Regions from separate parts of the Mus musculus genome. Here region 2 is linked to region 1. A link is a contact called in public HiChIP or PLAC-seq data. All regions are on one chromosome and are shown on one strand. The core of a region is the stretch at or near the end of the contact, and the rest is flanking DNA. Distances in the headings are between cores, read along the strand shown.

Region 1 (5,378 bases), core at 1,524-4,023:
GAGTTTGAGACTAGCTGGTCTACATAGTATGTTCCAGGCCTGCTAGGGGTACATGGAAAGACCCTTCCAATGTAGGAGGATGTTTTTAAGACAAAGGCATATGAATTGGGATTTATCTCAGAACAGCACTTCTGGCCTGGGACTCTGGTGTGCAAACACACACACACACACACACACACACACACTAGCTCATGACCATTTCCCAGCTCCAGGAGTTCTCACGCTATCTTCTGACCTCCACTGGCAAAGCATGCACACAATGCACATACATACACACAGGCAAAAGACCCACACACATAAAATTAAAACAAATATAAATTCATTTTTAAAACACGTATTTTAACCACCCCTGAGTTAAAAGCATTCTAAGCCCCAGCTAATTTATGCTAATTTATGCAGCTGAGACTTCATAAGCTCCAAGCCATGACTTATATCGGAAGTTGTCTGTAAGTTCAGGTTTAGCGGAAGGGATGCTTCCATTTCTTCAGACAAAATGAATTGCCCGAGGATGGTCCTCAGCCCACTACCAGCCTTCTACCTCAACTTCATTGCTTCCTGCCAGCCTTTATCTGTGCTCCATAACTACACATTCAGTTTGCTTCCCAGGCCTTATTGCCCAAACCTACTTCAAGTTATCTTTCCCCTGCTTCAGAACTGGCGCTTTGCTCTCAAAGAGCATGTGCCAATGTACAGTCCAAGGGCTCAAGAGTCACCACAAAGAGGAGGGGGCAGAGGATAACACGTTGTGTGTGGGTCCTCCTTCCACTATGTAGATCCTAACTCACTGGGCTTTGCCGCAGGTTCCCTTACCAGAGCCATCTTATTGGCCCTGGTTTTGATTTTTTGAAACGGGGTCTCATGTTGTCCATGCTGGTTTTGAACACACTGGCCTCGAACTTCTGACTCTTCTGCTACCACCTCCCAAGGATTGGAATTATAGGCATCTGTCATTAGTTACACTCGTTTTATTTGGTGGCACTAGGAATAGAACTCAAGAGCCTTGGATATTCTAGCCAGTGCTGTAATACTAAGCTATATTTGTATCCTCTAAATACATTTTTGACTGTCTTTTTGGCTTGGTTTATGTGTGTGTGTGGTACTTACATGAGTGTACTGGTGTGTACCCATACCCACAGCCCACCCACACACAGATGGTTGTGAACAGTCATGTGAGTACTGACTGCGACTTGAGCCTGGGACTTCTGAAGAGCAACGGTGCTCTTTCCTGATGAGCCATCTCTTCAGCACCCTCTACCTCAAGCTTTTTTATTTTTATATTTTTGAGGCAGGGTGTCTTGTTAAACCTGGAGCTTGCTATTTCAGTTAGACTAGCTGATTAGCAAGGCCTAGGACCAGTCCATTTTTGCCCCCCTCCCCTGCTCAGTAATGGGGTTACAGATCCATGTCCTCATGCCCAGCTTTGTGTGCCTGTGCCTGTGCATATCTCCTGAGGCCAGAGGACGATTTCTGTATTGATTTTTGTCACTCTCTGCCTTATTTCTTGGAGACAGGGTTTCTCATTGAACCTGCAGCTAGGTTGGTGGCCAACTAGCCCCAGTGATGTAATCTTCCAAATGTACACAGCTCCAATGATCCAATCTTCCTATCTCCAGACCTACACAGAACTTCAGCTACAAGAAACAAACAGAGGGAGGCTGGAGAGATGGCTCAGTGGTTAAGAACACTGACTGCTCTTCCAGAGGTCCTGAGTTCAATTCCCAGCAACCACATGGTGGCTCACAACCATCTGTAACAGGACCTGATGCCCTCTTCTGGTGTGTCTGAAGACAGTACAGTGTACTCCAAAATAAATAAATGTTAAAAAAAAAGAAAGAAAGAAAGAAAGAAAGAAAGAAAGAAAGAGAGAGAGAAAGAAAGAAAGAAAGAGCAGAGCACACACGCTTCACACCCAGGAATCTCATAAAAAAAAAAAAAAAACCACAAAACCAGAATCCGAAATACACATGCAAAGAATATGTAAGGTTGAAAGAAAAAGTGCCCTGACTTAACCTTATGAGACAAAGGACTTTGAGCAATGCTGTTGAGTTCATTTTGGATTGGCTATTTACTGCTTGGTACAGGGCCTTAAGAGTGGCTTGTTTTCCCAGTGAGACTTCCTTGAAGAAAATTTTAAGTTTTCATTTGGGAGTGGCTATCTGTGCTAGGGATGGGGACACGTATACACTCTTTCTCAGCTCGAGGACCCCATCTGATACACACCCTATGCATGCTGCTGCTGTCTTGGAAAGTTTATATGTGTGCCAGCCCTGTTGTATTTAGAAGGCCTTGATTCTTTGGAGTCCTCCACCCAGCCCCTCTGTGTCTTAACACTTTTTTTCTCCTATTCTTTTGCAGAGTTCCCTGAGCCCTGAGGGGAGGCACTTAATGAAGATATTCCTTTTAAGGCTGAGTGTTCAAAGGTCTTTCATGATGCATATTGCCTGGCTGTGGCTGTGATCCCCATCTGCTTCAGGAGACTTCTCTGAGGATGGTTGAGCAAGGGAGGGAATCTATGTAACTCCCAAGTTTTAATAAAATCGTTCGTGTTAGGAAGCCACAAGAGGTGGTTTCAGATTAAATTTCGGACTGTACTGAAATTAGAAACTAGCTATCTAGGAGGGAAATGGTCCTAGATAATTTAGGATGACGAACCAAATAGTTCAACTGGTTACAGCACAACGTTGTAATTGGAAGGCCAGAGGTGAGTGTCTAGGCGGGAAGAGGGGCGGGGCGGACGCAGAGGGGTGGAGTTGTCCCTTATAGCTCCTCAGTGACATCACACAGGCTCCGCCCCACGCTGCCCACTCCAGATACTTCTGCAGCTCGTCTGCGCCCCGGAAGCTGCCCCTGCTCGGGGGTCACGATGGGCAGCAAGATGGCTTCCGCCACCAGGGTCGTGCAGGTAAAACCCGGGCCGCTCCCGCGCTTGGAAGGGAGGGAGGGATGGTGCAGACGCAGCGGCAGCGCCGGGAGGAAAGGCGGTGCCAGAGAATGCATCGTGACCGCGGCCCTGAGGAGGGCCAGCGGGTGTATGTGTCTGATAATGGAACCTACGGGCTCCAGGGTGGCCCGGAGTAAATTGGGTCTGGCGCCAAGGGTTCGAGGCCCGCGGCGGGTGGTGGCCTCTGGTCGTGTCCGCTCGTGCTCGTCGGAGGTCGGAGGATTCCCCAGCACCTCCTTAGCCCTCGTAGTCTGCGGACTACGCTGCCCTCCAGCAGTCCGGCCAATCGCTGTTTAATATTGTCCGTGATGTTCGCCAGCCAGCCAATCCGGAGGAAGGCCGTAGCGGGGCGGGGAAGGAAGCAAATCCTGGATCTGATCTGGTGTCCCTTCAAGGACTTGGGAATGGCCGGATAACCGGCCCCTTTGCCTGCTACCTCCCTTGGAGCTGGTTAGAGTTGATCTCTTCAGGCTCTTGGCTAGAGATGCGGGAATGAGTAAAATTCATGCTATTTAAGTTTATTATACTTACTAGTATGTGTGTTTCAGGGTTGGTTTGCCAAGCCTTTCTCCACTGTGCTTAGATAGGCAGCTATGGTAACACTGCTATTCCACCCATCAATTACTAACTGCTGACAGCTTTTTTTTTTTTTATCTACTTCTCCAGCTGTGGTCTCTAAGAAGGAGACGTAACAATTCATGAGTAAGTGGACACAGCCTTTTGTAATTAGAGAGTTTTAAAATTCTGAACATGGAGTATTTTCAGATTAATCTTCACTTATATGCTTTTCTTTTTTTTCTTTTTTTTCTTTTTTTTTTTTTTTTTTTGGGCACAAACACATTTTCTCTTGAAGTTGTCGGAATGATGACCCTAGACCTTTGGAACCATTGCAATGAATAATCTTCAGTTAAGCATTCCGTCGGTAGGCACGGAGCATTGAGTACGATTTTGCAAGCTCAGAGTAGCTGACAAAGTCTGTTATCTGTCCTATATAACCTCATACGTCAATAATGCATATATAACTCAATCTGGAGTGCGGAAAGGAGCGGACATGGTGGCACGCTCAATTAATCCCAGCACTCAGGAGGCAGAGGTAGGCAGATCTCTTGTGAGGTAGAGGCCAGCCTGGTCTACAGAGTGAGGTACAGCCAGAGCTCTGTAGTAAAACTAAGTCTAAAAAATAAAAAATAAAAATAAAGGTGGTGTGTATGTAGGAATTGATATAGCAAAAGAATATAGTCACTGGAGTGATAAGCATTTGAAGACATGCTTGGAAATTCTTACTTTCTGCATTGGCAGGGGGTCCGATCCCAGCCCCCACACTGGTTGTAGCCTCAGCCTAGAGAGTGAGAGGGGAAGGCTAGCAGGGCTCTAGAACTCGCTAGCTAGCTAGACCGATGAGTTGTGGGTTCAGGGCGCCTGAAGGAGGAGATCCTGTGTTGACTTTTGAGCTCCACATGCATGTACATACCACACATGCATACATTTCACAAAGACACAAATGCACACACAAGCAGGGGCAGGTGAATCTGAGTTTGAAGCCAACCTGGTCTACATAATGAGTTCCAGGACAGCCAGGGCCACGTACAGAGTCCCTTCTTAAAGGCAAGGAAAGATAAGAAAAGAAAGGAGGAAAAAAAAAAGGAAAGAAAAAGAAAACTCTTACTCCATTCCGATGGCTCAGAAGGGAGGGGACTTGATTCTGTGACCTCAGTTTGGTCACCGGGTGGAAGGAGGGAACCAACTCCTGAAAGCTTAGCCTCTGGCTTCCACATGCACACACACAAATTACAAAGCAAAAAAAAAATTTTTTTAAAGTGTTTTTCTACAATATACATTTCTGTAGATAAAGGAAAAAGCTGAAACAAAGATTTCGATCATTTTAATGGATTTATAGGCTTAGGAATTACAGGTGTTCTCAGATAATTTGTATTTTTCTACACGTTTTTTTCCCCAGTTTTTACACAGATTGTGTAGTCAGAATAAGTGTTTTGTTGCTATTTTGTCTTTTAATTCTTACTGACCTTAACTGTAGTGAGCTTTCTCAGCAGTAACCAGCCACAGTTGATATTTAGATTGGGGTGAAATCTTGTCTAGTAGAAAGAGCCATCCATGCTTCTGAATAGGGGGGTGACTACTTAATGGCATTTGTTTGTCTTTCCTGCATGGAGCTGAGTGTGAGCTATAATTTAGAAGAGTGTGTCACTTGTTGTTCTTGTTGCTTTTACTCAAATATAAATTTTGAAATATTTTTTAAAAATTAGAAAAAGTTAAAAATAAAAAAAATAGACAGCAAATAGAACAGTTTTGTTTGTGTGTTTTTTATTTGGTTTGTTTGTTTGTTTGTTGTTGTTTTTGTTTTGTTGTTGTTGTTGTTTGGTTTTGGGGTTTTTTTGGCGGCTCTGTGTAATTCTGGCTGCCCTTGAAGTTGCTATGT
Region 2 (5,479 bases), core at 1,924-4,423, 71 kb before region 1:
GAGGGCAATAGAAATTAGCAGATGTCTTCCTCTGGCTTCCTCATGCTTACACACATACACAGTTCGCTGTCTTAGGAATGACTTAATATTCTCAGCATGGCTTCAGGGACCTAGTTCCCTAGAGAAAGACAAGCTAGACTACTCTCTGTGTCCTAATGTTACCAAATACAATACAGTTCTACCAGTTACTGTTTCTTAGCTACAGAGGGCTTTTCAGCCAAAATTAAGATGCTTATCTCTGTAGCCCCTAATGCTTTGTTGATATTACTATGCCTGCTCACATTTAGAAGGAAGTACATTGCTAACATTGTATGTCTTAACTGCTCTTAAAATAATCTGAAGAATTTATCTCTGTGGCTTCCTATTTGTTATACTATAAACCTATATAAACATGATAATGTTAGCTGTCATTTTTCATTTAATATCGATATGGGGTTTTTTGGATTTTTTTGTTTGTTTTGGGGTTTTTGTTTTGTTTTGTTTTGTTTTTATGTTCCTCTCAAGCCATGCTTGGTGGTAACATGCCTGTACTCCTAGCACTCTGGATTGTCAATGCAAGGCCAGCCTGGGCTACCTAATGAGATCCTGTTCAAAAAGAAAAGGGAAAACCATTTTCCTGGCATTTGTGTATTATCATGCTAGGACTTAACTGTTACAATTACAGAGCAAAACATCGTTTCTCTCTTCTCTTCCAGACAAGAGGGGCTGCTTTTTTCATTATTGCTGTGATCTGCTTACTGCTTTTCGACAATGATGATCTCATGGCAAAGATGGCTGAACACCGTATCCTTTTGCACCACACTGGAGTTCCCTAAAGTGTAGGAGAAAAATAGAAGCTGAGTGAGAAATGGTGGAAAGAAATTTAACTCAACAGACACAAGTGTCACTTCCATAGATTCATGTTAACATACTTAATCATGATTCAAGTAAAGAGTAAATTCACTCCAAGTTGAATATTTAGAATATACTCATTGTTCTCTACAGTGCTCATATTTTACAATGTCCTGATGCTAGAAGACAACAAAACGTTTAAATCCCTTGTCCTGGTTTTTACCTAAGTACTCTTGCCAGCTTGGGCTAACCCCATGAACCCAACTTGTAGTCAAGTATTTGTACTCTACTCTGTGACCTCCCTGATTTTCCCAGTCGTGCACCTTAGTCTGTTCTGCGGTCCTCACAGGACCAGTTTCCTTCTGATACTGATACTTAGTATCCTGAAGTTTATTAGTAAGCTGATAGCAGTTTACTGTATATTATAAGTTTACTTTGTTATACTGAGATGAGCTCCAGGTTGCTTCTGATCCATGTAACTCTGGACACACCCTCCTGATGGCTGTTCAATTTGCTGGGGCCTGTGTGGTCCTGCTCTGTAAAGACGGCAAGTTCAAGACTGAAGATGCAGCCTAGGTTCTGTGGGACATGAGTAGACCAAGGAGATGCTGTGCCTGCACGTGTATCTTGTAGGCTAAGAACCAAATGTTTTCACCGCCTCAAGTTCTGTCATAGGTGGAGGCAACAGTACTCATAGAAGCCAGGCCGGCTAGTGTTCAAGAGTCTTTTTGGCTGTGTTTTAAGGCTCTGGCTCAAAAGCCAACAGGAGGAAAAGGACAAAAAAATGAAAGAACTATAGACCATTCCAATTTATAAATTATATTTTTAGAATTAAATTGTTTTGATTTCAAGAGTAATATGCTACTAAGGATAGTTGAATTTGCCATACCCAGACTAGTTTGTAGCTAGAAACAAAGTAGCTAGAATTTACATGGGACTTGCGCTTTGGGGGTTGGGATTTGGAGTATTCTCCTTTACTCGAGTTTCCTCAGCGGAAGGACATCATGATAGTGCTCTAACTCACATGCTCTATACAGCCATTGCCTTTTTAGGGGTGGCAGATCACAAGGTACGTTCGTTTTGTTGCAAATGTGATTGGAAGGTCACAGCAGCTATAACTTGGGAGAGTGGGGGACTGTCACGGCACTCTGGTGGAGTCAGCTTGACAAAGCGAAAGCTGGGAAGCTGGTTCATGAAGCAAAGGGTTTCAAGGAAACTCCCTTCCCGGGGGCCTGGCATTTTCTCCCTAATCTATATAAACCATAAAATTAATTTTTCCATTCCCGCATTAGTCTAGTGTATAGATTCACGTGCACTCTATTAAGCATTACCTTATAGTAAATGCCTTCTAAGATTGTATTCTAACATAGCTAAAGCCTTTTCCCAGTGTTCTTAGACTCCAGATAGCAGCAAGGAGCTTAACCCATTCAGTAGCTAATAAAGCACTAGCCATTAATTTAGTGTCTGAAAATAGAGTCTAATATTCTCACTGAAATAGAAATTTGTATTAGAGACTACATTCCATGCCAAGAGCAAATTAGTATACTATACTGAAAATGGGCAGTCTCCAGATATAGATAAGAATTAACAAGGCCTAGAGAATTTTGGGGTCAGTGACACTACATTAGCCTTGAGGCGTATCAAGAGTTAACTACCCTGAGGCTTTTAACTCTTTGTGTAAAACTCTTGCCTGGCAGAAAGTGCTAATCTCTAATGTAAACATTTATCTGGTCCCTACAAATTCCCTTTGTAGTCACTCCCCTTGCATCTGTGCTAATCTCTAGTGTTATACATTTATCTGGTTCCTTTTGAAGTCACTCCTTTTGCACCTAGAAAAATTCAATGTGCCTTGTTCTGCAATTTATTCTGTATTATAAAAGTCTGATGCTCGACTGGAAAATTACATTCAGATCCAACACCATTCTCGCGTGTTTGGCTGTCTGTCACGCCATCCTAATCTTGCCCATCTACTCTAGAGACTCTTTTCTACTCAGGCATAGGGTCTGCGGCAGGGGACAGGACCTTGTGTAGCCCAGGCTGTCGAGAACCTGATGCGTAGCCAGAGATGACCCTCCTACCTTTACCTCTAAACCTGCATCACAGTGGAGTCTATAATTCTTAAATTTCATTTATACCTAACACATGCTGTTACTCCTAGCACTGAGGAGACAAGAGGATCTCTAATTCCAGGCCAGCCTGGGCTACATCATCAATACTGTCCAAAAACTATATTTAAACTAACTTATCTCAGGGCTGAAGAGATGGCTCAGCCGTTAAGAGCTTTTGCTGTTCTCCACAGGACTTGTTTGATCCCCTGCACCCACATGGCAGCTCACAACCATCTGTAACTCTAGTCCCAGGGGAACCAGTGCACCAGGCATGCAGGTGGTGTACAGACATACATGTAGACAAAACATTGTACACATAACACTTTTTTTTTTTTTTTTTTGTTTTTCGAGACAGGGTTTCTCTGTGCAGCCCTGGCTGTCCTGGAACTCACTTTGTAGACCAGGCTGGCCTCAAACTCAGAAATCTGCCTGCCTCTGCCTTCCAAGTGCTACGATTAAAGGTGTGTGCCACCACGCCCAGTTCACATGACACTTTTAAAACATGAAAATTTATCAGAGCATAATTGTTTCTCAGCCCTACCAAGTACAGAGTGCATAGCTCAGTGATAGGAGTGTTTCCTGTCCTGGGCAAACCAGCACAGATCCTTAGCACTATAAAGTTACGATGCTAAGGTTACTACTAAATACAAAACACTGCCTGTCATTTACATAATTAAATAATTGAGGGTATGGGAAGGGGCTGGGGAAATAGTTCCATTGCTTCAGATATATATTCAAGAATTGAACAATGGCGGCTGAAGCTATGGCTCAGTGGTTAAGAGTGCTTACTGGTCTTACAAAAAGGACCTGTTCCCAGCACCTGAAAACCATCGGTAACTCCAGTTACAGGAGGTCTCTGGCCTCTTCTGCCCTCCGGTGTGTGCACTTACGCTTGTGCACACACGTGCAAAGACTCATTTTATACACACACACATAACACAGTGCAAGGAATGTAGATCAGTGGGTAGAGTGCCTGCCTAACATGTACAGGGTCCTTGGTTCAGTCCTCCATATTAGGAAACAAAGAAAGGCAGACAGATCTCTGAGTTTGAGGTCACCCTGGGCTTCACAGCAAGTTCTAAGCCAGCTGTGGCTGCATAGTGAGGCTCGTCTCAAAATTTTAAATAACGTAAATCTGTAGGGAGATGAGTATGACAGACAGTATGTGTGGTTTTAATGAGACTTTTGTCGTTTCACTCATAGGGTGGAGTACTCTTGCTGGTGCTGGCTTTATGTTGTAAAGTTGGTTTTCATACGGCTTCCAGAAAGCTCTCTATAGATGTTGGTGGAGCTAAGCGCCTTCAGGCCTTATCTCAGCTTGTTTCTGTGTTTCTCCTGTGCCCATGGGTGATTGTTCTTTCTGTGACGACTGAGGTAAGGCTGAGAGTTACTGGTAACAAGTAAAGTGAGTTACTATTGGAAAGAAATTTCAATTCAGACATTTTTTTCAGGCTTTATGGGACAGGTTTTCTCTGTGTGGCCTTGGCTGTCCTGTAATTTGCTCCATAGACCAGGGCGGCCCCAACCTCTGCCTCCCAGGTGCTGGGACTAAAGGCAAGTGCTGCCACCACCACTTGGCTTAGTTCCAAATTTTTTTAATCTAAGACTGACAATGGCTTAAATTATCCTTGCTTTTTCTTTAGTCCCCCCCCCCATTGGAGTTAATTTTAATTGTTTATAAAAGTGTAAGTCAAATACTCTTATATTTGCATATAATTTACATTCTTATGATCCAAAGGCACCTGTGAAGAAAACTCAGTTAATCTTAAACTCAGAGATTTTGGCTACTTATTATTTATAAAATTCAGCAACAGTGGGGGTTTGTTGTTAATACCCTGGAGAACCCTGGGAAAATGTACCACTATTTTGTGACTCTTACATGCTGGCATTTTGTGACTCATACTGAGCCTGAGTATTTCTGTTTGTGTATACGCTGATGAGCTTTGTCTCTGTAGAACACTGACTGTGGGTTGTGGTGTTTGTGTTTTTCTCTTCTAGAGTAAGGTTGAGTCTTGGTTCTCTCTCATCATGCCTTTCACCACAGTCATCTTTTTTGTCATGATCCTGGATTTCTATATGGATTCTGTTTGTTCAGTCAAAATGGACGTGTCCAAATGTGCCCGCTATGGGTCCTTTCCCATTTTTATTAGTGCCCTCCTGTTTGGAAATTTCTGGACACACCCAATAACAGACCAACTCCGGGCTATGAACAGAGCAGCACACCAGGAGAGCACAGAGCACGTCCTGTCTGGAGGAGTGGTAGTGAGCGCTGTGTTCTTCATTTTGTGTAAGCATTTGCCCAAATTTTTATTTTCATTAATCTACTTTTATGGTTTCTGATGTTTAAGCCTTCAGTTTAGAAATTGTTGAGCACTTACAATTTAGTACTCAATTTAGAAAGTGACCGTGTTGGTGGCTTAAACATTCAAAACATGCATACCATTCTCTTTTTTCTCTTTGTAGCGGCCAACATTCTATCATCTCCCTCTAAGAGAGGACAGAAAGGTACCCTTATTGGATATTCTCCTGAAGGAACACCA

The links. HiChIP or PLAC-seq counts read pairs in DNA pulled down with a chosen protein or histone mark.
Region 2: a contact with region 1 is called in an H3K4me3 HiChIP or PLAC-seq map of pro-B cells, with 2.4 times the contacts expected there. The contact joins the enhancer-like site here to the promoter of Mrps36 in region 1. A contact is called at or near these places in 8 of 39 promoter capture datasets (the C10 cell line, the HPC-7 cell line, hematopoietic stem and progenitor cells and 5 more), 1 of 15 datasets of contacts at CTCF or cohesin (CD8 T cells), 9 of 484 Hi-C or Micro-C datasets (CD4 T cells, CD8 T cells, Th17 cells and 6 more), 7 of 115 datasets of contacts at active chromatin or transcription factors (the 230-238 cell line, the HPC-7 cell line, the SCID.adh cell line and 3 more) and 3 of 9 other capture datasets (adipose tissue, liver and pancreatic islet).

The regions. Positions count from the first base shown.
Region 1 is chr13:100,742,054-100,747,431 of GRCm38.p6, reverse strand. It overlaps Mrps36 (mitochondrial ribosomal protein S36), which reads left to right and starts at 2,773. Exons shown (of 4, transcript NM_025369.3): 1 at 2,773-2,902. The coding sequence starts at 2,864.
Region 2 is chr13:100,813,430-100,818,908 of GRCm38.p6, reverse strand. Slc30a5 (solute carrier family 30 (zinc transporter), member 5) reads left to right here. Exons shown (of 16, transcript NM_022885.2): 6 at 696-783; 7 at 1,824-1,900; 8 at 4,143-4,313; 9 at 4,938-5,226; 10 at 5,403-5,479. Among named protein-coding and RNA genes, the nearest start is that of Slc30a5, 17 kb to the left of the region's middle. Within about 2 kb of position 3,173, at least 11 of the 459 cell types and tissues checked have an H3K27ac peak or open chromatin away from gene starts, as enhancers often do. A contact at or near this core is called in pro-B cells, where this site is marked.